Linked DNA regions of Bombyx mori: region 1 is linked to region 2. A link is a contact called in public Hi-C data. All regions are on one chromosome and are shown on one strand. Each heading gives the region's core, a stretch centred on a gene start, on an enhancer-like site or on the middle of the called end of the contact. The rest is flanking DNA. Distances are from core to core; before and after follow the strand shown.

Region 1 (6,274 bases), core at 2,040-4,539, 320 kb before region 2:
CGATTGCGTAAAAGTTAACTCAAATTTGTATGGAGTTGGAACGTTTGCCCACGTTTGCCGCTAGGGTCGCTGTTCCAACTCCATACAAATATGAGTTAACTTTTACGCTATCGAGAACGTTAAAAAACTCGCACTAAACACAATGAACAGTCGTGTGGGATTCATAAAATGTAACCAGACGAAAAGTGCCGTGAAAAACTAACCTCAAAATATGTTGGCAAAGCCTTTGAACTATTGAAAGTTGAGGATACGAATATTAGTTTGGGTAACGCAATGACTTCGCGACACGAATAGACAAGCCGTGTTCACAGTATGCCATCGGTAAAGTTATTGTGCATACACTTTGCGGGTTTTATAGCCGATAATGAATTCGTGTTCATTTTTAATAATAAGGCTTGATTGTTTCAAGGTTATTTTAATACGCTTTTATTAGCTTCAGACGTAGGTATGTATGTTTGTAAGGGAATCTTTGAATATGATTTTGACCCCTTTAAAACGTCGGATTAACTCGAAATTTGGTATTCTTATTAAGGAGTGATGACTATACAATATTAAGTTAATATATGAAAAAATTGAAATTCAACTAAAAAATGAAAAATAAACAATAGTTTAAAAAAGTAACGAAATACGCTTTTACAGAAAATCCAACTAAAAAATAGAAAATAAATTTTAATAAATTTGAATTAAAAAGTGTAAGAAAAAATGATTTTATTGTAAAAAAAGCGTGGGGTGCATGGTATCAGTAGTTATAAATATTTTATGAACAGTTAAGAATAGAAGGGTTATTTTGATAATATCCTGAAAAGCACCCCACGCTCTTTTACAATAAATTATTTTTTTCTTACGCTATTTTTAATTCAAATTTATTTTCTATTTTTTAGTTGGATTTTCTGAAAAAGCGTATTTCGTTACTTTTTAAACTTTTTTTTTTACGAACTGGCTTTAATATATTTAATCTACAGTTCATACTGAGGGTCATCTTTCTTAGACCTCTACTACAGCATTAACAACGTTCGTCCATAATTTATTTGCCACCGTTGCGCTCGCTTTGAAACTCGATAAAATAATTATAATAACTGGGAATAACTCCCAATTCCCAAAAAATAGGATTCTATTGGTTACCAGAGACCAATAAAGATTCCGTGTTATTGGCTACCAAAGACTGATAAAAATACATACTGTAACATACTACTTAAATATTTTTTTAATATTTTATGACCTGGTAACTAAGATCTTTAGGTCACGTCTTATTTTAATTTATATTCGTATTTTTATGAAAATTTATAATATGGAGTGAAATGAAATGAAACAAAAATGATTAATTTGAGGCATTAATCAACTAGGATGAAATTAAATTAAATGAGATAAGATGATATAGGATGAAATATAATCTCAGTAAAATGGTGGTCATTTACTGATATTTTTTCAGTGGACTTTTTGGAGGATCCCGAGAAGTTACGTCCAGCGGCTTTGTTTCTTTTTCCCACATTTGTGCACTTTCACAGATATTAAACAGTTAATAAATCACCGTTATTACACATTTAAACCTGAAGAAACACTAAATAGACAAAATAAAACAAATCACACAACCTCACTCCTCGCATTCCCGCCAAAAAGTCATCCCTACTTAAATACGTATAAAATATATATAGATAATACCAGATACATTTTAAATATTTTTTCGTATTACTGCGTGTAAATTGAATAATATTTTGTTTCACAGGACGAAACAAGGTAATCCAGGCGCTTGAACACGACCAAGATGTACTCATTCACCACATGTTTGTAAATAATAAAATGTCTTTGATGAATTGTTTTGTTTTTGTAAAACTAAACCCCATGATCTTCACCGGGAGAGACTTACCAGTGTCCTCTGCTCTGCTTTTTTGTCCTATACTATGCTTGTCCGTGATTGTACAATCACCAACTTTACTTAAAATTTCAAAACGAAGCAAAAGGCCGGTCATATCTAAGAATTTTACATTAATATCACATTAATCACAATAACCAACCTTTAATTTCTTTAGAACAAAGAAGCTTTAACCTTAATTCTACTAAAATTAGGGTTATGGAATCATAGCGCAATCTAAACTACGCAAACGCAATTTTATGAGATATTCAATACTAAAATCATAATTCTGCCAAATTAAAATAACATTATGATTTAACTATTTTCTAACATTATCGGGATTACGTTTTTATGGTTAACGTAGTGCCATCTGTCAATGGAGTTCGGAACTAAAATTTGATTAAAATAATCTATAGCACAGTACGTGCGTAATAGAATAATCTAAATGGAATAAAATAATATCTACTGGAATAAAATAATCTAAATTTAGGATATGTGTCAATTTCCATCTAAATCTGTTCAACGGTTTACTGATGATTGGGTCACAAGCATCCTCACAACATTTCACACTTTTTTGTAGGATTAATAATGCTTTTTTAACTGAAGTCCAAATAAAACACGGAATTCAGATATAAAAATTTTTATTATAGGAAATATTTTGGATTCAACAACAACTCTTTTTGGGCTCGCCCGACAGCTGTTCCATTCTGCACGAAGCATGGCACGTACGTAACAAACTGAACGATACAAAAATAATGTGACCAAAATTTTATAGTCAAATTCTTACAAGCATCTGAAGAATATTTCTACGCTATCATCTCCCATATCTTAGCAAGGAGAACACGAAAAAGCAACATATACAGCTTTTTATGTCCATATGCGACCGTCAACAAAATAAGTAGCAATTATTAGATTTCAATTTAACAAAATTGACAAACCTTTATACTCCCATATTTATATTTTTTATAATACTACTACTCAATTTATAATACTTTATAAACCAATAGACTTATATTAATTTTTATGCTGACGGTACACGCATTAAAAACACGATTCATCTCTATACCGTGCAGCACGAAACAGCGTGTCGTTATACAGCCTACATACAGCACGTGTTTTCGTTGTCAACAATCGCCCGAGGTACTTCACACTTAGCACATACAAGTCGTCACCGACCCCACAACAACTCCTTACCGCGACTATCACATTTAACAAGCAACGCTCCGTTGATCCCCCGATGCAGGAAAGAAAAAAAAAAACACTTGATTTCTCTGTCTGCGTTCTCTCACAGTTATTCCTTTGCCTAACTATAAACTAGACTTAACATTAAAATTCTCACTCTAATTTTCTCTCACACATTCCGTTCACGCTCGCACATTATACAGAGCTCACGATATTATTATTAATTTTTTTACAATGATATCCATCGAGGGGTCACTCAATTCCGTTTCCGTATTCACTTTTGTTGCTTCACAAGCATTTTTATTACTATTCTTAGTTCGTTCGTAAACGCTGAACGTAGCGCAAAAGCTCGAATTTAATATTTACGCTAAATTGACTCTTTCAAGCATGTTAAGACCGTAATGTCCAAAAAACGAATGATCGTGAATTTAAAACAACGGTCACACACAAGACATTAGCTGCGATAAGAATAACTATGTATATATGTCATATAGTCGGTAACTAATCAGTAATAATTTCATTAAAAATTTACAAAGGAATTGAGCCGGCCCCTTTACATGAGAACAAAAAGAAAAACTTAACACGTAACCTATTATACAGAATCGATCGTTAACAAAATGAAACATTAAGACTAATAATAACCAAGACAGAAAAAAAAAAAAAAAAACTTGGAAGTGCCCGATTACATGTTGTAGGTTTTTTTTTAAAAGCACACGCGTCCGTTACCATGACCTACCATAAGAATTTTGCAAAGATACTTTGTAATATCGAAAATGACATAACTTCAATGATAAACAGCTGGTTTTATTTAAAGTCCACAAAACGACAACGATCCCTTGTTAGAAATACACCAACATAATCATATTTGTATTAATTAGGTGGGAAAAGTTTTGTAATAAACAAAAACAATAATCTTTACAATCTTCTACCGTGGTAAAGAAAACTTACAGTTTTTATAGGTCCTATTTTTTTTAAGTTTTATAGTGTATTTCTAAGGCATGAAACGCGAAAATAAAACAATAAAAAAGCACATTTGACATTACAAACCGCGTTAATCGTTGGCGGAAAATAATTAATTTTTTTTTTTTGGAGTTTACTCCTTTAGAATCGATTTACATATATAGGCCCGGGGTATGAAAATTATGGGGACCAAAATCGTACTAGCATGTCACACGAAATGCGTTATGCGCCTGATTGCGCATGTCACACGAAATGCGTTATCGCAGGTGACGCCGGGCTGCTGCGCCGGCAGTCCGCCACAAAGCCTCGTACTGATCGCGCGTTTCTCTCATTATTGTATTTTCATATATTTGTTAGTCGTTTGTTTTGTGTCTCGTTAATTTGTTAATAATCTGTAGTGTATCGTGTTGTCGTAATATAGAACTATTTCTCGTATTGTTTCGTTTAATTTTTTATATCCAGTAAACTCCAGTCGTGCGTCGGAGCGGACACACACACTTTTTTTTATCTATATCATTTAAGGATCGTCCGCAAGTAGATCACTGCGGATTTTTGGAGCAAAACATTCGGTTGACCCTAAACTACTTACATTGTGACAAAATATTTATTATTTATTTATTTATATACTCAATTTGTTCAGGCCTCCGTTACTATACTATATTTACATTTATTTATAACATTACTGTTTCATTACAAAGCTTCCTTAAATAGATAGGTACAGATAATCAAATTAAAAAAAAAAGAACTAAAATCACATTAATTATTCACATACAGTACGTTGTTTATGCCCAATCTATCCCGTTGCGAACTTGATTGGTTTGAACATGTGGCAAGAAAAAAATGGCTTGAAACTATTATTCAGAAAGCGGAAGACTAAATGGAACACAATTACATTTTTTTTAAACTTTTTTTCATTTCCCTATTAAGTACAAAGTGGCAAAAGGGTTCGTTGCCGACGTAAAGATCTAGTCTATGTAATGATCAAAATGCCAATTAATACAACTCGTGAACTCGCTGTTGTAATGAAATACATATATTAATATATATTTAGTATATTAAGTCAATGTTCTAGGAAAAAACATATTTTGTAATTTCATGCCTAAAGTGCACCACCGTGAGCATGCCACCCCATTTGAAACAGTTCCATAAAGTTAGTCTCTCTTCTTATTATTCATTCTGAAGTCCATATAGGCTATGGTTAGAACTCAAGAACAATCCTTGGAAACCATTTCTTGAAGAATTATGTATATTAATTAATATAGAAGTATTTTGCGGGGATGAAGACAGGACGCTGTGTCGTTCTCGCAAAAAGCTTCGACATAAACTTTGCCTGGATGATGTGAATATTGAAGTCACTGTTCAGTATAATGAAATTAAAAACGCTTATACCATTTTAATTTTTATATTATTTTTAATGAAACCATAATAATTAACAGCAAACACGTGAATTAGGTGGTCGTAATATTGTAAACCATGGAGGTATAATGGTTTTCGTCATCTAGGCGTTCACACTTAATGCAATTGAGTTCCCTTGTTGGCGTTTACATGAATTTTTCAAATTTAATTACCCTCAATTTACTACAGATGGCGCTCCACAAAGATTAAGCCATAATTTAGCTCAAGCTGAATCATTAACAGGTTCGTTATAAAACAAACTTAAACAATTGTGATCAGGTTTAGCACTGAATAAGGCATATTTAGGAAATAAACGAGCGAAGATCACGAGCAGAATTAATTTGGCAACAATTAGCAACAGTAAACGTTCAATTTATTAAGAATAAAAGAAACAGCTGTAAATATATTACAAGTCAAAACGATATTACCATGATCAAACCCATCAAGACGAACTAAAACTCCCAAAATTTCATTGAAATCAATAAACAAGATTAAAAAAAAAATAAACAATCACAAATACTCAGTTTAAAAAAATATTTATCACGAATTTCTCTGCAATTCTGTGCCTCTAGTGAGAAAACAGCATCAAATCAAATATTTTGTCGACGTTGAGGAATTAAATACAAAAACGTTCATATAAATTGCTGGACAGCGATTAAATGTGTTTTAAAAAAACCCATTAAATTGGGTTTATTTATTTATTGTACACAAACAGTATTGGGATGGGTCCAACCCACTACCGGTCTCATTTTTTAATAACAGTTTCCCTACTGCTGATCAAAGACTGGACGGTGGTTGGGGTCGTATACCACACCCCCCCAAGCCCCCTCCACTAGAGGAACAGAAATAACAGTAAAACTAATAAACTTTATTACGTTACACCCCCAA
Region 2 (6,107 bases), core at 584-3,083:
CGTATTTAACAAATGTTCACGATTGACTTTCACGGTGAAGGAATAACATGTGAACTAAAAATCAAACCCGCAAAATTATGATTTGCGTAATTACTGGTGGTAGGACCTCTTGTAAGTCCGCACGGGTAGATACCACCATTCCACTTATTTCTGGTGTTAAGCAGTAATGCGTTTCGGTTTGAGGGGCGGGGCAGCCGTTGTAACTATACTTGAGAACTTAGAACTTATGTCTCAAGGTGGGTGGCGCATTTACGTTGCAGATGTCTATGGGCTCCAGTAATCACTTAACATCAGGTGGGCTGTGAGCTCGTCCCCCCATTTAAGCAATAAAAAAAACATGTATTTGATACACACACACACACACACATATATACTCTTTTGTTTATCGTTAAAGTCTGTGCTCAAATTAGGAATAGATTAATATTGTTTGTCTATAATACTATTTGTCTATAGTGTAGCCTTGGCGAAATCTATGATTTAAAGTAGTAAAGTCTATGACAATAGAACCATAACAATGTTCAAACTTATAATTTAAATTGATAATTATAGTCGAATTTCGACTACTGAGCAACCACAAGTACAGTTTTAATGTGAGAAGACGGTATATTCAGACGACACTTTCGTTTCCAGCGTTGAAGCTAAGCGACTTGGTGAGTCAGCTGCAGCAGAGCTACCAGTTGACCACGGCGGGCCGGTTCCCCGAGGCCATAGAGCGGCTGCAGGGCGTGGCGCAGCGCGTGCCGCTGCTGCTGGTGGACTCCAAGGCCGAGCTGTCCGAGGCCCAACAGTTATTGGCCGTCTGCAGGGACTACCTCGTGGGACTCGCCATGGAGACCGCCAGGAAAGGTAACGCTTGCACATCTCTTCCCGAGCTCATCGAAAGACGACTATCATATGACTATGGTGTCAGTGTACTGCGATCGTTAAAGCCTTTTTACTAGTGGTAGGGCGTGTTATGAATTCCGGTTCGGAGAGTGACAACCCTAATGAGATACAACTGTGACTGCGACCTCATGTCCGTAGTTTAATCAATGTCTGCAATACGATGATAAGTAAAAAAAAAACTTACTGAATTAGTGAAATGGATTCGTTTAGAACGGGCTCCCAAACATATTTTGTCTACTGCCCACTTTGAGAAAAATCATTTTTAGCGCCCCCATTTTTTCACCGATGAAATTACAAATCGCCACCCAAGCCTCTACACAACGCCCCAATTTTTTTTCTGGGTCTCTTACCGCCCCCCTTTAGGCCTGCAGCGCCCAGAAGGGGGCGTCATCGCCCACTTTGGGAAAGGCTGGTCTAGAATATAGAAAGACCGTGCAATTAACTCGAAGCTTGGTTATATTGTTGTTGTTGGCTTTCCACATACTATTGTACGACAAAGCACGGGTGTACAATAAACGGTTTGACAATAAGTAGGTACCTAAGTTTAATGTCCCGCACTTGTCACACGCAGCGATGCCGAAGAACACCGTCGACGAACAGAAACGTACCTGCGAGATGGCCGCCTACTTCACGCACTGCAAGCTCCAGCCCGTGCACCAGATCCTCACGCTGCGGACGGCCCTCAACATGTTCTTCAAGCTGAAGAACTACCGCACGGCCGCTTCGTTCGCGAGGCGCCTCCTAGAGCTCGGACCCCGGCCTGAGGTCGCCCAGCAAGCGCGGAAGATCCTCCAGGCCTGCGAGAAGACCCCGACTGATGAGCACCAGCTGCTCTACGACGAGCATAATCCATTCAGCGTCTGCGGCATCAGCTACAAGCCCATCTACCGCGGCAAGCCGGAGGAAAAGTGCTCGCTGTGCGCGGCTAGCTTCATGCCTGAACACAAGGGGAAGCTGTGCCCGGTGTGCGGGGTCGCCGAGATCGGCAAGGACGCGCTCGGCCTCCGTATCTGTCCCTTACAGTTCAACAGATAGACTTGCACGTTAAAATCGCGTATCGAATTATGTAAGATTAATAATAATAATAAAGTATGTATTGTATGTTTCCTACTTATTTTATTTCTGTTCAATCATTCGTTCGTTCATTCGGTCATTCATTGACGTCACAGGAGTTGATGCGTCCAACAATTTCTGAAGTGCAAACAATAATTTGTATATATTAATTATGTAGACATTATAATGTAAGACTTTTAATAAATATCAAAGTGAATAATTTAGTTTTCATGTTAAATACGCAAACTGTAGTGTTCTACAATAAATACATGAAGAAAACATAATTGTTATTCATTAAAGAGTTACGCTAAAATAAACCTTGAGATTAATAGCATAAAGTGGGGTTTATTCTTAATGACAATAATCGCTTTTGCATTGATTCTTTTATTTTTAATTATTTCTGATTGCTATAGACGTCAGACCCTGGTGAGTGAAGAGAGGTCATCAATCACGAGCGCCTGCGATGCCAAGCGGCTGCTTTCATGGAGTCACGACTTCTTGAGGCCATCTTTGTAGATGATTCGTTTAAAGAAATCTGATTTTATCGTAAATTAAATTGGATCATAGAAATTGCTTCAAGTCGTAGACAAAATGAAAACACTTTTATGGCTTAGTCACGTTTTTTATTGTTGTTATGTTATTTCGGACGTTTCGAATACTTACCAGCTTTACAGAGAGAGAGAGGGGAAGAGAGAGAGAGAGAGAGGGAGAGAGAGAGAGAGAGAGAGGGGAAGAGAGAGAGAGGGGAAGAGAGAGAGAGGGGGAGAGAGAGAGAGAGAGAGGGGAAGAGAGAGAGACAGGGGGAGAGAGATAGATAGATTAAAAAACAGTTAACAACCAGATAAGTACTACAGATAGTTATACAGTTACTGGTATCCATAAACCTGGAAATCGTAATATGGGGCCGGATGGCGGTGCGAGATTTGTTCCCAGTTATTGTTATTCCATTATGAACATTACAAAATATAATTGTTGAGGCTTGTTGAGGGTTCAATTTATGAAAACCTTAATTAAAAATTTCAAGGTGCTCACTCACGGGGTCACCGCTTTAGCGGTTATATTGGTAGTGGTGAGAGTGAATAATGGTTAGGGGCGTTATCGGAAGTGAGAAAATTATAATAACTACTGGTCCCGCAGTAGTCGAAATTCGACTATAATTAATTGAAATTATAAGTTTGAAATTTATTATGGTTGTCAGAGACTATTTATTATACTTCTATAATCACAGATTTCCCCAAGACTACACTATAGACAAATAATAGTAAAGATAAACAATATTAACCTTTTTTCAATTTGACCACAGACTTTTAGCATTAACTATAGTTTGACAATAATCAAAGAGTATATATAAATATGTGTGTGTGTCAAATACATGGCAGTGTGTGTAATGTTTTCTTTATTGATTTAATGTAACTTTTATGCATTATTTTAAAAAAAATATTAGCATTATGCACTCCTTCTCTATATTCTCTATAAGTTTGGGAAATTTCATACTCTTCCGTCCGCGCAATTTTCGTAAAAAGGGGTATAAAGTTTTTGCTTCACGTATTAATATATAGATTAAATAACACAACTGGTTTATTCCTAGCGTTTATTTGCGACTGAACTTAAAAAGTAAAAAGCAACGGAGCTTGCGGGCGCAGCCGCAGGTTACGACTACACACAATTTTATTTACATAATAACCTGCGTCCCTACAGGTAACTTAACCTAAATCTTAGATGACAGATGAGTTGGTGGTCTCACATACCCACTCGTGTCTAGGGATTGGTTGCTTTAGACGTGATAACGATAAATCGATGAACACCCGCTGCACGCACGAAAAAGTGTCACGTTCCACTTGAGCCTGAGTGTGCGAGCGAGAGCGCGAAGCAAGCGATAGAGAGGCACGCTCAGCCCAAGCGTTGGCTTGTGACACGTGCAGTTCGAATAGTTCTGCTACTGACGTTATCTCGTAAAACTATCATCCGTAAACAGACTTTACAGACAAACAATGTTTTTTAAAGACCGCTAATGTCTACCGAAGGGGCGTTCATTACAGACCCGAATGTACGAAGTACGAAATGTACTTATATATGAGCGCAGTGATTCTAGATTCGAGACAGCTGGCGTCCTAAACAGGGCTAATGATATAAATAGTACGTCAGGAATGTCAAATAAATATCCTAATGCAATCTGGATAAACTATAAAATAAATATACGTAAATCATAAAGAAAACGAAAAGTATATTTGTTTTTTATTTATTATTTTCCCACATCACAAAACAATATAAATTTAACTGGCATTCCTTATAATAATTTTGGTTTATTAAAATTAATGTATAATTAACTAAAATTTAACAGCATTTTACAATCAAGGTTATAGTATTTTTTAGTGTACTTCACCACTGTTTTTATTATAAAAAAACACATTACTATAATGTATTCTTTTCTATAAATAAGTACAAATATAAACAGAATGATCTTGCTAAAAAACTATACTAAAATAAGCTATTATTTACAGCGACCCGGAAAAGTTCTTATATAACACACTGCTTAATCTAATTGTGATGACAAAACATCATTGGAATATTTCTCTAAACTTAAATTCAACTTAATTTTTATTGTACATACATGTTTTTATTTTACCAAAAATGCATTTAATATGCGGTCCTAATTAAAAATTTTATAAGTGAAATTCAATACAATTAGAGAAGTTATTGCTGTATGTCGTATCAATTTGAAAGCCATTTTGTATTATCTATTGTTAACAAAAATTACCTACCTACGTTAAGTTTTCTTATATTTCAATCGTAACAATATCAAGCCTAAAGTGATGAATATCCACAGAAATGTGACTAAGAAGCCGTTATAAACTGTAGAGTCGGTGATAGAAGCTCCCTTCTCGAACATATCTCGAAGGGAATTCGATGGTATCGTAAATGGTAGGGCCAGCGCGAAGTATCGTAGCCCCCCAGACATGCCTTCTAGGGGCCATAATATTCCTGAAAAATATCAAAAAAAAGGCATTTAAATTTCATACAATTATAATTCGTTTTATTTTTATGAAGCTATTTATTTATCTATACTAATATTATAAAGGAAAGATTTGTTTGTTTGTTTGTATTGAATAGGCTCCGAAACTACTGAACCGTTTTGAAAAATTCTTTCACTGCTTGGAAGCTACACTACACCCGCGTGACACAGGCTATAATATTTTTGGAAAAAAAATAGGGATCCTTAATAAAGCTCCAATAATGTAACCCAAGGTGTAAAAAAAATTATAGTTATGCCGCAATAAGTGTTCTTTTATTTTTAAAAATAAAACAACGTCGTTGAAATTTTTGTTAATGACCCGAGCGGAGCCGGAGCGGGCCGATAGTCTATATATATAAAAATGAATTGCTGTTCGTTAGTCTCGCTAAAACTCGAGAACGGCTGGACCGATATGGCTAATTTTGGTCTTGAATTATTTGTGGAAGTCCAGAGAAGGTTTAAAAGATAAATAAATATGAAAATGCTCGGAATTAAATAAAAATAACAATTTTGCTTTTCCTTTGATGTGTCCCCCGTCGGACGGATTTCTTTTATTTGTTTTAAGTTTATTTAATACAAAAGTTTAGGTCTTTTATTTATCGATTGAGGCACTACGAAGTCTGCCGGGTCAGCTAGTTTATAATAAAAAAGAAATTTATAATTCAGACGCACCGCAGAGTAGTATCATAGGATAGAAACTTCCAGTGGCAACGAAGAACGCCATCGTGTGACTGGTGCAGTAGACTGACAGAAGGAACCCGTAGCACATCCCCGACAGACCCTGGAGGAACAGGAGGATCCCGCACGTGATATTGGAACCCCTAGACGGTATACCGTAACCAGCGAACGCTAACACCATCATCTCGATTGTCTGAAAATTAATAATTTGTCGTCACTATTAGCTACTTATTTGGTTAACTGAATTGTTACGGTCATTGAAACCGGAATATTCATGTTTAAACACATATTTCTGAGTATAAAAAGTATAAAAGATTTAACACTAAACATACCGTAACCGTCGAAGTCAATCGTGAGCATTTGTCAAGTACGTATTTCATTAGAAAAATTGGTACCCGCCTGCGGGAATCGAACACCGGTGCATCGCTACATACGAACGCACCGGACGTCTTATCATTTAGGCCGCGACGACTTCAAG

What was found. A called contact is a pair of places that touch in the nucleus more often than the background predicts.
Region 1: a Hi-C map of middle silk gland shows a contact between it and region 2, with 2.9 times the contacts expected there. The contact joins two enhancer-like sites. A contact is called at or near these places in 2 of 7 Hi-C or Micro-C datasets (middle silk gland and posterior silk gland).

What each region holds. Positions count from the first base shown.
Region 1 is chr26:3,810,451-3,816,724 of ASM3026992v2, reverse strand. LOC101740520 (protein phosphatase PP2A 55 kDa regulatory subunit) reads right to left here. Exons shown (of 11, transcript XM_021352466.3): 11 at 2,474-6,274. LOC101738280 (facilitated trehalose transporter Tret1) reads left to right here. Exons shown (of 11, transcript XM_062676302.1): 11 at 1,724-1,811. The coding sequence ends at 1,751. Among protein-coding and RNA genes, the nearest start is that of LOC101740387, 24 kb to the right of the region's middle. Within about 2 kb of position 3,289, at least 5 of the 8 cell types and tissues checked have open chromatin away from gene starts, as enhancers often do.
Region 2 is chr26:3,484,202-3,490,308 of ASM3026992v2, reverse strand. It overlaps COPA (coatomer protein complex subunit alpha), which reads left to right. Exons shown (of 21, transcript NM_001172721.1): 20 at 631-846; 21 at 1,457-2,153. The coding sequence ends at 1,920. It overlaps LOC101737884 (ABC transporter G family member 20), which reads right to left. Exons shown (of 16, transcript XM_012696254.4): 15 at 5,624-5,822; 16 at 4,162-4,920. The coding sequence ends at 4,706. Among protein-coding and RNA genes, the nearest start is that of COPA, 25 kb to the left of the region's middle. Within about 2 kb of position 1,833, at least 5 of the 8 cell types and tissues checked have open chromatin away from gene starts, as enhancers often do.